Linked DNA regions of Mus musculus: all the other regions are linked to region 3. Evidence: chromatin contacts called from public HiCAR-type and promoter capture Hi-C data. All regions are on one chromosome and are shown on one strand. Each heading gives the region's core, a stretch centred on a gene start, on an enhancer-like site or on the middle of the called end of the contact. The rest is flanking DNA. Distances are from core to core; before and after follow the strand shown. Region 1 holds the start of Rtp2 (receptor transporter protein 2). Region 2 holds the start of Rfc4 (replication factor C (activator 1) 4). Region 3 holds the start of A230028O05Rik (RIKEN cDNA A230028O05 gene). Region 4 holds the start of Rtp1 (receptor transporter protein 1).

Region 1 (3,506 bases), core at 756-3,255, 1.1 Mb after region 3:
AGATAGTGTTATTTTTTTAAGGCTAAAATTAGTTCATTTAAAACATTATCACCCAGACTGAAGATGCTGCAGCTCCAAGTTATGAGCTGCCAGTGAGCAATGTGCCCACATGGAGAGTGTCTTAATGGTGCAGCCCAGTGCCAACCTGAGAAAGACTGAGCTAGTAATTGTCACATCATCGTATAGTAATTGCTACACTCATTGGTGATATCCCAGAAAGAGTTTCCAGTGCCAACAGCGTTGTTGAACAGAAAGATGAATCGCCCTGGTTTCTGCTTAGAGGATTCCATTCTAACTTAAGTATGATCCGATGCCTAAGGGGATTGCATCATCTGAGAGAGAACAAAACAAAGCCAAACAGACGAACCCTAGCAATTCCCACTGTCCTTTAAGCTTTCCGACACTGCCTTTGATCTGGGAACAATGGTATAGTACATCTCAGAGCTGGACCACGGCACTTCGCTCTAGGTCGGGCCAAAATCTCGTGGCTTCCTTCAGTTCCCGGGAACTCATGGACCCTGGATGTCACCTGTTTTGTAGCTGATGATAGGAGAGTCCCCAGTGAGTCACCCAGTCCAGGGTTTCTTTTGAGAGCAGTTTTCCATTTCTAGGCCTGAGTTGTCCTGATTCACTATGAAAAGATTTGAATTGGCTGTGGTGCTCCAAGCCTTTAATCTCAGCGCTCAGGAGGCAAAGGCAGGCTGATCTCTGTGATTTCCATGCCAGCCAAGGCTACATAGTGAAACCCTTCCAAAAAAGTAAATAAATAAAAAATAAGAAAAAGAAAAAGGGAAGGAGGGCTGGGGTTTGGGAATTTAAATCGAGGCCAATAAGGAAACCGGAAATCAGTAGTTCTTGATGGCCTTACAGCACAGACTTGTACTTCTATAGGTTAACACAAAGCTAGTGGAAGAGCACTTCTCTGAGTTGAAGGATGTTCAGTGGCCATCCTCCTAACCCTATCCCACACAGAGACCATATGGAGGCGCATGACAAATCTGGAACCCAGCACTGATAACTTCCGGCACCTAGCTACCCTTTTTAGTTCTGCCTACTTTCGCTGTCTCCACAGCCCTAGAAGCCAGAGCTTCAGGTTAAAGAAGTGACAGGTGATGGACTACAGACATCGCAGAAACCTCGCAATATCCGGGGCAGAACCAGGTATCCACAGCCTCTGGTCTGTAAAAAAATAGAACTTGGGCGTCAGGAAGCCTCGGCTCTCTGTTGTCTGCTCTGCATCAGCTGAGGTAGCTCAGCCTGCAGCTCGGAAGATACTAGATCCCGTAGCAGCAGCCTCCGCGAGCCCTGGGAGCAGGGAGTGACTGTGGCAACCCTGGAGTGTGAACTGTTATCACTGAGCTTTTCACAGTGTATTAAATTACTTCTGTCTCACCAACCGGATTGAGAATTCTCCAGCGAAGGGAGAGCGACGTGTCACTTGTCGCGTCTCCCTTCATCACGATGTTAGGAGCATAATACGCTCGAGATAATTAAAGGGGTAGACATCATTTAGGAAGGCCTGGATCTGAATTGTGGATGATCACTTGGGGGTTACAGAAGCCTGCTTTCTGGTCTGTCTTGGCTAGTACACAGATCAAGTAGCTTGTGGCTAGCACATGGCAAACAATGGCCACAATGCATCAGGAGTGTGGGAGCATCAGGTCCCATATCTCCATTCTGCTTCTGCTGACGTCCCTAGGGTATTATGGTTGCCATGGCACATGGCTGGAGAAAGCAGGGAAGAGCAGTGGGGTGAAAAAGGGCCACCACATAGCCCTTGTCCTCTGGGGAACCTCCGTCAGCCCATGGGTTGGATCTCACCTCTCTCTGCTTTCTCAACCTAGTCAGCATTACAATTCAGTTTGCCTCTGCAATCTGGCTCAGGACCCTGGAACTCTCCCTGGAGGCTTGCCTCCTCCCTATCCCTGGCTCCTGGTACCTGCCTGGCTGTCATAGTAACAGGTTCCAGGGTGACAAAAGAGGAAGCTGGCTCTTGTGGGTAAGGCTTTTTGGACCACAGAGACTGCCTGGGCTGCATCTATCTAAGCTTTCTGTTCTTCCTTGGGCTGAGTTCACCCTTCTATCCCAGCCAACAGGACCATGTCCACCAGCCTGACCACTTGTGAGTGGAAGAAGGTCTTCTACGAGAAGATGGAGGTGGCCAAGCCAGCGGACAGCTGGGAGCTCATCATAGACCCCACCCTCAAGCCCAATGAGCTGGGCCCTGGCTGGAAGCAGTACCTGGAGCAACATGCCTCAGGCAGGTGAGAGGCTGGTGGGAGGAGGTGCAGGAAGCCCTCCCTCCCCCAGAAGGATGGGGGCTGTCACAGACTTTGCAAGTCTGGGCCTCTGGTAGGTCTCACCAGGTCAGCTCAGGTGACAAGCAGGCAATGAACCACCAGAAGGACCATCTAGGCTATGTTTCTAACCACAGTTGTTCAGGTTCCTTGGTTCCTTGGAACAAATTGTGCCCTGCATTTGAGTCTCAGTTTTCCATAGAAAATCAAGACTGGCAAGGCTTCAAAGCCCTGCAAATTCAGATGCCTAGTATAGATAGAATGGAGAGGAGGTACAATGGGGATCTCCAGAATTCTCAACCTAGAAGTTGGGGTATATGTGTTTGGCGGCTGTGGTGTCCATCTGCTCAATCAAATGCAACTAGACATGAAGACAGAACAAGTTACTGATCACATAGTATATTTGAGAGCCTGGTTCCATAGCTCTGTGAACTTGGCCTTGTCCCCTTCTTTCTCTGGTTCCCAGTTTTCATATTTACAAGGCAAGGGAGCTCATCTTAGCTCATCTTAAAACACTACTCCAATCCCGTCCAACACTACTGTCAGTGGATGACAAGTTGCTGACCTCAGGCAGCACTTGCCCTAGATCCTCCTAAGTGCTCCTCACTCTTCTGCCATGCAGAGTGTCCTGGGGGCTCTTCTAAAATCGTTTCCCTTTTACAAACAGATGATGGGGGTGGGGGATGGGAGCCACAGTTTCTTGGTCAGACAGCCTCCAGCTCACCTGCAGTGGTGCAGCGCCCCCCCCCCCCCCAGGCGAGCTGGTGGCTGTGTTGTGGAGGTGTGAAAAAATTATGGCTGGGTTGTCCATATTGTAAGAATGTGAAGCCTCTTGAGTAGACAACAGCATGTGGGTGGGAGCAGAAAAAGGCAGGCTGACCATAGGCCTTGCCAACAAATAAATAGAGCATGTGTTAGCATAGGACAGGGCATAGTTGGTTGGTTTGTGTTGTCTCCTGTTATCAATGCTGGGCAGTGGAAATCTCTCTAAGTAGCTGCATGATCTCTATTTTCTATGCTTCAGTCTCACCTCCCCCCCCCCAAGCCCCCCTCCCCTACGTCCCAAATGCTCACCAATGTTTGATACTTTTGGAGATATGGGGTCTGTCTTGAGGGAGGGAAGTTGTTCTAGACTGGCTTATTTTAAAGACTTGGGAGACTGCACGCATGAAGCATTTGAGCCTCCTGGGGGATAAAGTGCAGAAAGTT
Region 2 (3,742 bases), core at 270-2,769, 1.9 Mb after region 3:
AGGATCTCTTGCAGAACCATCTCAAGGGGGAACGAAAACCGAAAAGAACAAAGTCTCTTGTTATAGCATTAACCCTGGAATTACTGAGGACAACACCGGGGATTGATTACATTGAGGTTTTCCATCTGAGGTTTGGAGGAAGCAGAAACATTATGTCCACTAACCACAGACCTTATAAATACATAGTCCCAGACACCAGAGATTCTGACCTTGTAGGTCTGTTTTGGGACTGAAAGTGTACTTCTGCCAAACCCTGCACAGGCTTCTGATGAAATGCAGCCTTTTAGAATTTTGGTTCTAGAAAATGAGCACAATTAGACAAATTCTACTTCTGGTGGAAACAATGACATTTCATCCACTGTAGGGCAAAGGTTAGTTGAACCCCCTGAGGGCTCAGGGGTTCTATCCAGGAAGGGTGACTATCTTTCACTCCTGTGGCTGGCAAGTTCAGCTCCCAGCAATGCAGTTACTGGAGCAGTCGTCGCTGTTGGACTCGTGTGACAACCACCTCTGCTACCAAAGCTACACTAGGAACTTATTATGCTAACATGAGGACATCTAAGGGCAGAGGCTGGCTAAGAACTGAAAGATTCATTTGGACTAGTAAATCCTTCACAGGACAAGCTGTCTGCTGACAGTTGGTATATACTACAAAGCTTTCAAATTCTTTCTTTTTCGCTTGGTCCACCCCCCCCCCCCCCCAAGATGCTGGAACGCAAACTCCAGTCCTCTGGGAAAGCAGCAAGTCCTTTTAACTGATGAGTTTATCTCCTGCCCGATCACGAGGTTTTTGAGTGGGTCTCGGGAATTACAAAATGCCCATAGAAGATGGTCCTCCCTCCCTACAATAAGCTGATTTTACTGACTGTAAGACATCTGTCCCGGGCTGTGTGTGTTTAAGTATTCCGCTTGCGTGCAAGTACGTGCAGCACACGTATTCAGGGTCTGCAGCCCTGAAGGGAACGTTGGACCCCTGAACTGGAGTTCCAGTTGTGAGCCACCAGATGGCTATCAAAACCCCAAGTATCAAACCGAAGTCCTCCACAAAAGCAGTGAATGCTCTTAAACCGCTGAGCCTTCTCTCTAGCTTCACTTCTAAAAAGCAGTTTGCTCTGTGTCCTTGAATATCGGGGGCAGGGCAGTAGTTCGCACAGTGTCCCCTTCCGGCGAAGGGTCAAGTGAGCACGTCTTGGCCCTGACCTCCGGGCTGACGGACGATGGCAGCAAACCCAAGAAGCCACTGGCTTAATGAAAGCCTCTCCCAGCGTGGGCCCGCCCTAGGCCCGGTCCTTCGAGCAAAGCTTTCTCCTTAGGTCGGCTCCTCCCCGACCGCGCTCTGCAGTGTCTGCTGGGCCGAGGTCTGGCCGCGGAGTCTACACAGGATCACCTCCGCGGAACGCCCCAGATGCACCCAGAAGCCGAGCTTAGCCACCGCTAGCCAAAAAGGGAGCGCGTCACTGGCACCCGCGCGCCGGAAGTGACGTTATTGCGTGGCGCGCTCCCGCCATGCCTTTCGCCGCCGTTCTGTGGCGGGAACCGCGGTGCCAGGGGGACGGTGACGACTGTAAGTGATGGGTCTGAGTGTTCTCAGCCTTTTACAGGCTGGCGGGGACCGGGATGTGACCTCCGCCTTCCCTCTAGGCACAAAGTTAGGGGTCCTTTCAAGGGGAGCTGCCCCATAATGGTTTCTTTTTGTCTTATACCCAGGAGAAGAAGCCATGCAGGCATTTCTGAAAGGCACATCTGTCAGTGCCAAAGCACAACTGACCAAGGACCGGGGGACACCTGCCACTGCAGGAAGCAGTGGAGAAACCAAGAAAGTCAAACCAGTTCCTTGGGTGGAAAAATAGTAAGAACTGCTTGTACTTTTGTTGAAATAACTAATAAGTGCTAGTGGGGTTTTTTTTTTAATGTAAGGGGGACTTTGCTATATTTAGATCACACCTTTGAGGGGTAGGGGGACGCGGTATCACCCAATAATAAGTCTTAGTCCTTGGAGTGATACAGTAGTTGAATTTAATTCTTTAGTTATATAGATGACCTAAGATGTTTATAAAGTGTACAGTTTTAGAGCCCTACAGAAACGAAGAAAGCAATGTTTCTGTGAGCTGGCTATAAACACTTCCACTGAAATCTGACTTTTATCCTTGTATGTATATGGTGAAATTTGTTGGGATCTTGTTGTTGATGTTAAGTACCACTACATTGTCATTTGCTAGATGATACTAGAACCGTCAGCTACGTGGAACCTCTTTGATCACTAAGGATCTTCAGGTTATTTACAAGTCAAACAAGGTCCTCGTGTGTGTTATTTTGCTGTTTCAATATTATTGAGAAGTTCAAATATGAGTACTTCATCTATATCACCCCTCTTCCTGCCCCCAACTCATCCCATAGCCGTCCCCGCAGCAAAGCAAGTGGTGGTCCCATTCAGATCATCGGGCTTTGAAAGCTCGCACTTACCTGTTGGGAATCTCGCTAACCTTAATCTAGGCAAGCACTCTACCACTGTTCTATACTCCGGCCCATAGATCTATAGTTTTCACATGTTTAAAATTTATCGTTGAGGAAGGAGGATGCATGCCATCACAAGCATGCTTCGACTCCCAGGTGGAGTAAGTTCTTAGCTGCCCTGTGTATTCCGTGTGTCAAACTTGGATCATCAGACTTGGCAGTAAGTGCCTTTGCCTGCTGAGCCATCTTACCACTCCAAAACTACCTACCTACCTACCTATCTATCTATCTATGTGTGTATATGTATGCATGTGTGTGTATGTATGTGTGTGTATATATATATATGTATATGTATATATATATATATATATATATATATATATATAATTTTTTTTTTAACAAGGAGGTGGGGAAGGGAGGACCTAGGGTTCAGCTTCTCCAGTCAGACGGCTCTGGCTCCAAGCTCTCACATTTGCTCACTTTTATGCTGCCTCTCCTTTGGAGAAGCCTTCATCACCACGTGCCTGTCATACATCCTTGGACGGTTTCACTGTTACCTGCCTCATCCTGGCAGACCTTTATAGCACACGCAATGATTCTTGCCCAGTACCAACCTGATTAATTACGCTGGTGTGGATCAGAGAATTTGGGGCCAATAAAAGGGCTCAGTGGGTAAAAACACTTGATGTAGAAACCTGACAACATGAGTTTGGTCCCCGAACACGGTAGTAGAAGGAGAGACGTGACCTCTGATATTTGTTCCCTTTACATCATCTGTATGTGTTGCCCACAGGCACACACACACACACACAAAACAAATAAAAAATTTTAAATTGTTTCTAGTTAATGTGTTTGAGTGTTTGGCCTACACATATATTGCCTGTGTTCCATGTGTGTACCGAATGCCCATAGAGGCTAGAAAAAGGCGCCAAATACCATAGAACTAGAGTTATAAATAGTTGTGAGCTACCATGTGGGCTCTGGGAATTGAGCCCAGGTCCTCTAGAAGAGCAGCGGGTGCTCTTATCCACTAAGCCATGTCTGTAGCCTCAAAATAAAAGGATGTTTTGTTAATTTACTAGGTAGAAATCTCAGTCATAAAGTTTGGAAAGACAACTTTGTCATAGTTTCTCTTAAAATTACTAAATAATGGCAGGTGGCTCACAGCTTTAGTCACAGCACTAGAGAGGGAGAGGCAAGCAGATATGTGTGGTCCAGATAGGGGGTTCCAAGCTAGCCAGGGGTACACAGATATTTGTCTCAAAAAATAAAAATTAATAAGTGACTT
Region 3 (3,963 bases), core at 634-3,133:
CCAGTTAAGGTGGGAAGTGGGGACTCGTCCCCAAACAGGCGGTGCGCTTCTCTGGAGTCTAAGGCCTCTTTTATAACACCTAGTGACAGTTTTTCTGTGTAGGTGCTGAGAAGCATAAGAAGAGCTGTGGTGAGCTACTTCTTGTGGAATCAGAGTATTAAGAAATCCCGGGAAAACTTGTCAAAAAGAAAATGCGGCTTTTCCTGCCCTGAGGCTATCTCAAGGGAGGAAGAAGAGAGTATATGGAAGCCTGCCTCCAGAAGACTGGTGAGAACAGAAGGGTTGGCCAGCCCCAGGACAGCCCTCAAGGCAAGCTATGACTTTTACCAAGCCAGACACTCACATAAAGGCCCTCAGTAAGGTGACTACATAAAATGCAACCCAAGCCAGACATTTTAGCGTGATGAAGGAAGCTATTCAGGACTCCAGGCTGTGGTGGCACACACCTTTAATCCCGTCACTAAGATGGCAGAGGCAGGCAGATCCCTGAGTCAAAAGCCAGCCTGGTCTACAGAGCGAGTTCCAGGACAGCCAGGGCTACACAGATAATCCCTGTCTATAAATTATATGTAATTATTATAAAATATATGTAATATTAGATAGATAGATAGATAGATAGATAGATAGATAGATAGATAGATAGATAGATAGATAGAAGGCCTACCTAAACAAAGAGAAGGCAAATCAAGAAGGGTGGGTGCTGGGTGGCCTTTGCCATCGGTGTTGATATTGACAAGGAATGAGTTCTACCCATGGAGCAATAACTATATAATAACTTATATCCCATACAAGAGACTTAACACAGGCACAAAGGGACTGGTTATCTGGAGGACATTAGTAAATCTCTCAGAAAAACTGAAAGAAGGCAGCAAGAGAGGTGGGGGCACCCAAGTTGAGATTTGATGGCTACAGAGGAACTGAGGCATGGCAGTAGGAAGTCAGGCAGAGGTCATCAAGCCCAGAAACTAGCCTCTGTGGGATGCTCAGGGAAAGGCAGGGTCAATCGGATATGCCTGCCATAGACCGCGGCAAGAATGACATGGGCACCCCGGGCTGGGTTTGGCCTACTGTGTAGACAAGCTGACATCTGTTTCTAAGTATGATTCGCCAAGTCAATTCTCCCCTCCCCGGGTTTGCTTTGTCTCTGCTGGGCAAGTGGTCTTCTCTCTCCATCAAGGACTCTCATCTGAGGAAGACACCACTTCCGGGTTTCACTACCAAATTCTCCCTGAGTCTCTAGCCACGGAGAAATGGGTTTGGATGATCACAGGAAGTACCTTTTTGGCAGTCCAACATGGCCAGAAATCTGAAGGGGGTGGATTTTAGTGGCTCTCCCTTTTTGATATTTCGCCTTTGGGAGACTCTTTCTCTGCTTACTTTCCAGGACTTACAAGTCCGGAGTTCCTTTGGACTTTAGAGACCTTAGGCTTTTAGAGACCTGAAGGTCACAGGATCAAAGAGGGACTTTCTCCTTTGGTCCTTAAGACCAACTGGTGAGGTAGGTTGAGAACAGGTAACAGTTAACAGGCAGAGAAAGGATTGACAGCTGCTGCCAGGAGCTCATCAGCCAGGCTTTGTATATGGAGCACCGTAAGCTTTCCAGCAGGAAGGAGGGGAAGGGTAGAAGGAAGAGGAGTAGCAAGCAGAAAGGGGGAGGAGCAGAATAGTGCCGAAGGACTAAACTAGAACTTTCTTCTTCGCCCCACCTCCAAACTTACCCCTCCCTCGCAACCCAGGGGGGAGAAAATGGGTCTGAGGCTGTGCGGTTGGGAAGGGCGGAGGGTAACATCTTCACAGATGCTGCAGCTTGGCCCTGCAGGGCTGCTGGGCCTTTGAAAGGCCACTTGTAAACTCTTGGTTCCGAACAGAAAGGCAGCCGGGAGGAGCTGGGGCGCGGGCAGGGGGAGGAGACCGGTCTGCCTTCAGTGCCTAGAAATCAAAGCAGCCAACCTTGGGCTTTTTCTTTCCTTCACACTGAGGCACTTTTATTGGCGAGATGAAGGGAGGCAGAGAGGGCCTACAGCCCTCGCTTCGCTTTTGGAGGTTAATGACCCAGTTAGCAGCTCTTGGCTGAGTTTCCGACATTTTGCAGACATCAAGCCCCGCGCCTCTGCCAAGTACATTCTGTTCCCTGGAGCCCATCCAATGCATCTCAGATTACTATGTAATGCGACAAAGAGGGAGAGGCGGCTGGGAGGGGCCCGGAGAGCTGGGCGGGGTGAGCGGGCGGTAGCCCCGAGAGCGGGACGCAGAAGCCGGCTGGCGGGGAAGAGGATGCCACTCTAAATACAGCTGCTCCAGGGGAGTCGCATCCCTCGAGGGGCTTCTTAGCTGGAGAGGGAGCCCGAAAGGAGGGTGGACAGGCCCTGTCCTCCAGGAATCCTGCCCCGTAGAGCCCGGCACGGTCCAGAACGCAGATGGGGGTGGGGAGAACAACCGGAGACCCGACAGGACAGCGGGAGGAGGAATCCAAGGGGCGGGCCTAGGGGCTCGGCTCCGCCCCTCCAGGCTGCCCCAGGCCCGTCCCAGCAGCTCCAGGGGTGAACAGCCTGCTGGCTAATTATAGACCTGAATGGAAAGCGGCGCTTTTGAATGATCTTGTTGCTCGCACTGCCTTCAGAGTCTGAGGAGCAGGTGCGGCCCTGCTATATACAAAGTGATTCATTTAAAAGCCCTCTGTCACGTACGCTCACTTACTGACACACAGGAATCCTTGTGCGCTCCACCACCCAAAGGATTCCAGAACTGGCTTAAAAGAACTTGAGCTCAGGGCAGAAACCAAGCGACTATTGGAACAACTTCACCACTCCTTAGTAGTCTCGCAGAGTAGATGAGAGAGGGTACTAGGCCTTTCTCAAAATGTTGAAAAGTAGGGTCTTTGCAATTTACAGCTGGAGAAACGGAGGCTGAGACAGAGTTTTGAGACGTGTCTGTGAGAGCGGGAAGTCAGTGTGAAGCTAAAGAGAAGCATGGGGTCCTGCCAGCCCCTTCCTCTGCCTGCCCAGACTGGAGCTTAACGTCTCCCATCCTGAACCTCTGGCACGGAAGAACACCCCTCCTTCTAGAATACCCCTCTTTCCTGAGTGTGGCACCTACCCGTTGCACCTCCCATCCCTGAATCCCACCAGTAAACCAGCTGAAGCCAGTTCCAGGCCTAGGAACTGGCAATCATGCCCATTTTCCCTAGTGTTCTGTATGAGTCAATCTGTTACGGCTCTGTCAGCACAATGCCCTGTGAGGAACTACAGAGGGGGCAAAACTTCCTTCCCTGTCAGCGTCTTACACCCACCTCGGGTTCACACTCACAGCTAGCCAAGACTTTCCATGACCTTGATGACCAACTGCAGTCTGCATAAGCACAATGGAGCCTCATGCCCATTTGATGGAGTCCTTGAAGAGTCTTGGAGGGAGGAAATGACTGGCTCATGGTCATCTGATGGTGAGTCTGTATGGAGAGAGCCCAAAGTGGGCCTGTCTGCATCCTGAGTTGAGGTCAACACACTTACTTCTTTCTTAGATCCGACCACAAGCCCACTCAGTCACAGAGAAATATTGCTGTGAGCAATCTGATTATTTGCTCTCTGGTCCCCACATCACCATACCAGTTTTGTCCACACTTATGAATCTGGGTGTAGAGAACTGTTATTTTTCTCTAAACATCTCTAAACCCAGCCAGTGCATCTGGCCTTAAATAGAAAGGCTGTCCGTCTCACCACCTAGGCCCACAAGTTCCACCTCACCTTTGCTGACCATTTTAAACTTAACATTTTCCTCGTTCAGTGTGAATGGTTAAAGAACCACCGTCGAAATACCGTGCTGAAAGAAACAGAAATTGGGGGGTAGAGATTATTTTAATAGCTTTTTACTTGCCTCTTGAAAGGAAGTTCTGCATCTTAGGATTTATAAGTATCCACCCTCCCCAACATACATTGTGTTCAGGCCAACCCTCCGAGCACAGTAAAA
Region 4 (4,007 bases), core at 765-3,264, 1.6 Mb after region 3:
GAAAGAAAAAGAAGAGAGGGTCATGTGGAGGGAGGAAACAGGCCAGGAAAGGGTGAGGAGATGTGGATGCTGACAAAAACAGAGCCCGGAGGTAGGGCGGTGTGTTGACAGTCCCCAGGGTCCATTAGTTTCCCCAGGACGCCATCCTCCTTGCTCTATGTGAGTGCCCAAGGGACAAGAGCAGTCTCCCAGACTTGCCATCGGGCATCTAGTAATGGTTTGCTCCCTAGTTGCTTTCCAGAGTCCGAGTCTCCCTTCAGCCTGGTTCCTTCAGGCCTTGTCCCTCATCCCAATTCTGATGAATTCATTCTTCATCTATAAAATGCTCTGGGTACATTAAGTGAGCCCTCTCTGCCTATACTGTGTGGAAGTCCAATAGCAAATCTGAATTTTGCAGGCTAATAGATACAGAAGCCTGTCAACACTGAACAGGCTAGCACTGGCCCAGAGCTAATGCATTCCCACGTCCTGGAAGTGGAGGCACTGTGAGAACAACATGACCCACCTTCCCCCAGGGGCCAGAATCTCCCACTGACTAAGGCCAGCAGGGATTCACAAGTCAGTGACCAAGTCCAAGTTAGCCACAAATCCTTCCCACCCTACCCTACAAGAACCTCTGGGAAGCAGCACCCTCCTACCATCTGATCCAGGCGCCCCATGTTTTCATTTTAGCCATTGGGTTTATTCACATATTTAGCAGCTATTTCCCTCACTCAGGCCATGTCAGAACTGTAGGGGCCACAGAAATCACCTATCGTTCATTTTGGTTCAAGACACAGCATAAGAGCCCTTGGTGTACACACATTTATTTACTGAGAGTCAGAATCAGCGTCCAGCAATGCTGGCAGGAGACGACTTGAGAATGAGCCAAGCTAAGCAGGGAGGCCTTCGCTTTTAACCCAGACACCTGTACTACCTTTCTGCCCTCACTCAGGCCCCCAAAGTAAAGACTTAAAATAAACCCATCGACCGGACCCACGGACTAGAATGTAGCTATTCTCGGGTATCTTTGTACCTACAAATCACGTGGGAGCCTTCTAAAATTTGGGTACTTAGCTGAATCTGGAAAGGGTCCAATACTCAGCAGCCATAACAAATTCTAGATAATTGTCACCATCATTCATGCCTGGAGCAGAAGGTGAAGCTCTAGGATAGCCCTTCATTCAGCAAGTGGAGAAAGCATAACCCAGAGAGGGGGGTGGATTGCTCAAGTGTCATGGAGACACCGCAGAGTTAGTTTCTAACATGACTCGTGTGTTCACTGTTTTAAACCAAATGGGGCTGAATTAACCAGAATTAACCAGTAAACATCCCCAATACAAGAGCACAGATTCCCTTGAGCCCTGGTGAACCTAAGCCCCTCTTCTCTCAGTTCACAGCTACTCTTAAAGACATCATTGAAATCTAAAAATGTGTAAGCTGTCAAGAGTCAGAAACTCATAAGTATGATCCACCTCTTTATTTGCCAAGTGGAGAAGCCACAAGAAGAGAAGTTCTCCTGCAATCAGCAGAAAGCCTAGACTCACACTGAGGGTCCCCACCTCCTTTGAGGGACTACCTGTCTTCTAGTTTACCTTGGCCTAACAGTGAGACCCAGCAAGCATGGGTTCTGTTTGTCCTCTCTCCGTAGAAGATGCCCCAGGCTAAGTAAGGTTCCAGAGGCTACCTTCGGGCTCCTTATTGCTGGGCTACTCACCTGCCTGAGGCATGAAGTTCCAGGTACTGCTTCCAGCCAGGGGCCAACACATTGTGCTTGAGGTTGGGGTCTATGATGAAGTCCCAGCTGTCCGCTGGCTTCACCTCCTCCATCTTCTCGTAGAAGACCTTCTTCCACTCACCTGTGGTCACACTCTTACACATGTCTTCGTCAGTGGGAAGAGGAGGCAAACTACACTTTATAGAGAACGTGGGGAAAGAGGGTAAGTGTAAGGCAGGGCAGCGCAGTCTCCACGGTCTAAAAATCCTCATCGGCAGGATCAGGAGGAAGCAGGACCCAGCTCCCTCCTTTGTCCGCAGTGGAACCTATCTCCAAGGCAACCAGGCAGAGTGCCAGGAGACACAACCTGGGGAGGAGAGTCTCTGGAAGGGTATTCCAGAGCCCTGATTGCAGTCTACAGAAGCAAGGTTTAGGAGGCTAAATGATCCAAGATAGTTTGGGGGCCTGACAAAAGGCTAGACTTCAGACCATTTCACCTTGGCCTGCAACAGCATGGCAAAGTAAGGACTTAAGAGCTGGCTCAATTTTACCTTGCTGTACCCTGGAGGCATCATCAGCACCTGGCTGCTATGGTAACCACTATGCCTTAGGGAGCCAAGGAGAAATAAGGGATGGGAAGATGTACACTTGTTAGTAGGTAGAACCATAATGTAGTCTCCGTCTGCCTATCTTGTACCTGAAACCCCCCCCCCAATTGATACACATCATCTGAGATCTCATAAATCATATTCACCCTACCAATATGGAACCTCAGACTTACCTTACCCTATAAACAGCAGAGTTGATGATGAGCCATTCTAACCCATTCATTTCTTCTATTTCAAGGATATTGATGTGTCAAGCCCTACACAAAGTGCTTGTAACTGGATGTATATCAGGTCACAATAACGTATTGAGTTCCACATTGTGAGAACCACTTAAAAGAGCAGCCACCTGTGCACAAAGGTAGTAGCTGTTGCATCAGCCAGGCAGTGAGACAGGACTCCTTCCAAGTCCGTTACAGAAGAGCAGCAGAAAAACATCTGAGGCAACACTGCCTGCATATATGAACCTGTAGACTGTTTACATCTTTAACAATAAAATAACTCTTCTTATTCACTTTGATTCAGAGCATTGGAAATATTCGACAATAAATAAAACAGAGCAGGAGCCTAAGAAGGCAAACTCGCTAACCAAATTGGGAAGGCATTCAGACCAATCAGGGAGACTACAAAATGGGGCCAAAAAAGGAGCGAAGTTTAAACAAGGGATGCTGGCTCAAGGGAGGCAAGGAATAAAAAGTTCCCAGAGAACTTGCTATGAAGGGGACATGAGAAATGGTAAAAGTGATTGTGCAGGGAGTAGGGGTAGAAGGTAGGTCTATCTACTAGGATAAGCAAGGACTGGATCAGGCTCTGGGGAAAGGGTTAAAGATGGCCCTGTGGGGCTGACCTTGCACAGGGAGAGTCAGGACAGAGGCTAAGTGTGCAGATGGCTTGGGAGGTAGAGACAGGCTCCACCCTGCATGGAAGGAGGTCACCAGATGGAACTGGGCTCAGGGCCTGTCCTGGCTGAGGCTACATGTGTCACTGTGTCCTGAGGCTGGCAGTATGATGTATTGCTCTGCTGACCTCTGCTTTCTCCCTTACTGCCTCCAAGCCTACTGGAGGTGTTGAGAGCAACCAAGGCTCAGAAAAGGGTGACAAGCAAGAGGGTAGTTGATTCCATCTCAAAAGTTGCCAGTTCGGCTGCAGTAGCTGAGCAGCCCAGGGCCACATCTTTCTCCAGGCAGGTGTTTATGGTGGGACCCAGTGTACGTCATGCTGCTTGCTCCCAAGGGCACACGGTTGGCACCTTGTCTTCTGATGGGCAGTAGGAACTTAGGGCCTTTCTCACGCTGCTTAATAGGGGCCAGACTTGTAGTTTTTAACAAGTTGTATTTCCTTCAAAAATTCATGATGTGTTTATTTCAGAAAAGTTACAAAATAAAGAAAAACTTCAACATCACTACCCAAGATGACTGTTATTAGCATTAAGATGTATATCACAGGACATTTTGATGAGTTTTATAAAGGATAACATATTGTAAATATTCTTCTAGGTCATTAATATTATTCTAGAGTCTCAGGTTGAATATATTCTGTTATATGGATGGGCACAATTTATGTAGCCCATCTTGTTCTTGAGGCAATAAAGTTTAGTTTAGTCCCTCACAGATGAACCCTTGTATGTTACAAACTTGTGTCCATAAACATGCATGCCAAGCATCGGAAACAATGCTTCTAGAAGCAGGAGGACCTCTGAGTTTTAA

Evidence for each region. Promoter capture Hi-C pulls out the DNA fragments that hold promoters and counts their contacts. HiCAR-type assays count read pairs that join an accessible place to other places.
Region 1: a promoter capture Hi-C map of embryonic stem cells shows a contact between it and region 3, with 5 times the contacts expected there. The contact joins the promoter of Rtp2 here to the promoter of A230028O05Rik in region 3. A contact is called at or near these places in 4 of 39 promoter capture datasets (the C10 cell line, embryonic stem cells, liver and 1 more), 1 of 115 datasets of contacts at active chromatin or transcription factors (embryonic stem cells) and 2 of 9 other capture datasets (adipose tissue and macrophages).
Region 2: a promoter capture Hi-C map of embryonic stem cells shows a contact between it and region 3, with 4 times the contacts expected there. The contact joins the promoter of Rfc4 here to the promoter of A230028O05Rik in region 3. A contact is called at or near these places in 7 of 39 promoter capture datasets (the HPC-7 cell line, embryonic stem cells, liver and 3 more), 2 of 115 datasets of contacts at active chromatin or transcription factors (astrocytes and pancreatic cancer cells) and 2 of 9 other capture datasets (adipose tissue and liver).
Region 4: a HiCAR-type map of astrocytes shows a contact between it and region 3, with 2.4 times the contacts expected there. The contact joins the promoter of Rtp1 here to the promoter of A230028O05Rik in region 3. A contact is called at or near these places in 3 of 39 promoter capture datasets (hippocampal neurons, liver and stem cell-derived epiblast-like cells), 2 of 115 datasets of contacts at active chromatin or transcription factors (astrocytes and embryonic stem cells) and 1 of 9 other capture datasets (liver).

The regions. Positions count from the first base shown.
Region 1 is chr16:23,929,293-23,932,798 of GRCm38.p6, reverse strand. Rtp2 (receptor transporter protein 2) reads left to right here and starts at 2,005. Exons shown (of 2, transcript NM_001008230.3): 1 at 2,005-2,264. The coding sequence starts at 2,101.
Region 2 is chr16:23,125,507-23,129,248 of GRCm38.p6, reverse strand. Rfc4 (replication factor C (activator 1) 4) reads left to right here and starts at 1,519. Exons shown (of 11, transcript NM_145480.1): 1 at 1,519-1,564; 2 at 1,708-1,849. The coding sequence starts at 1,719.
Region 3 is chr16:25,057,559-25,061,521 of GRCm38.p6, reverse strand. A230028O05Rik (RIKEN cDNA A230028O05 gene) reads right to left here and starts at 1,883. Exons shown (of 3, transcript NR_040374.1): 1 at 1,719-1,883.
Region 4 is chr16:23,427,140-23,431,146 of GRCm38.p6, reverse strand. It overlaps Rtp1 (receptor transporter protein 1), which reads right to left and starts at 2,014. Exons shown (of 2, transcript NM_001004151.2): 1 at 1,697-2,014. The coding sequence starts at 1,968.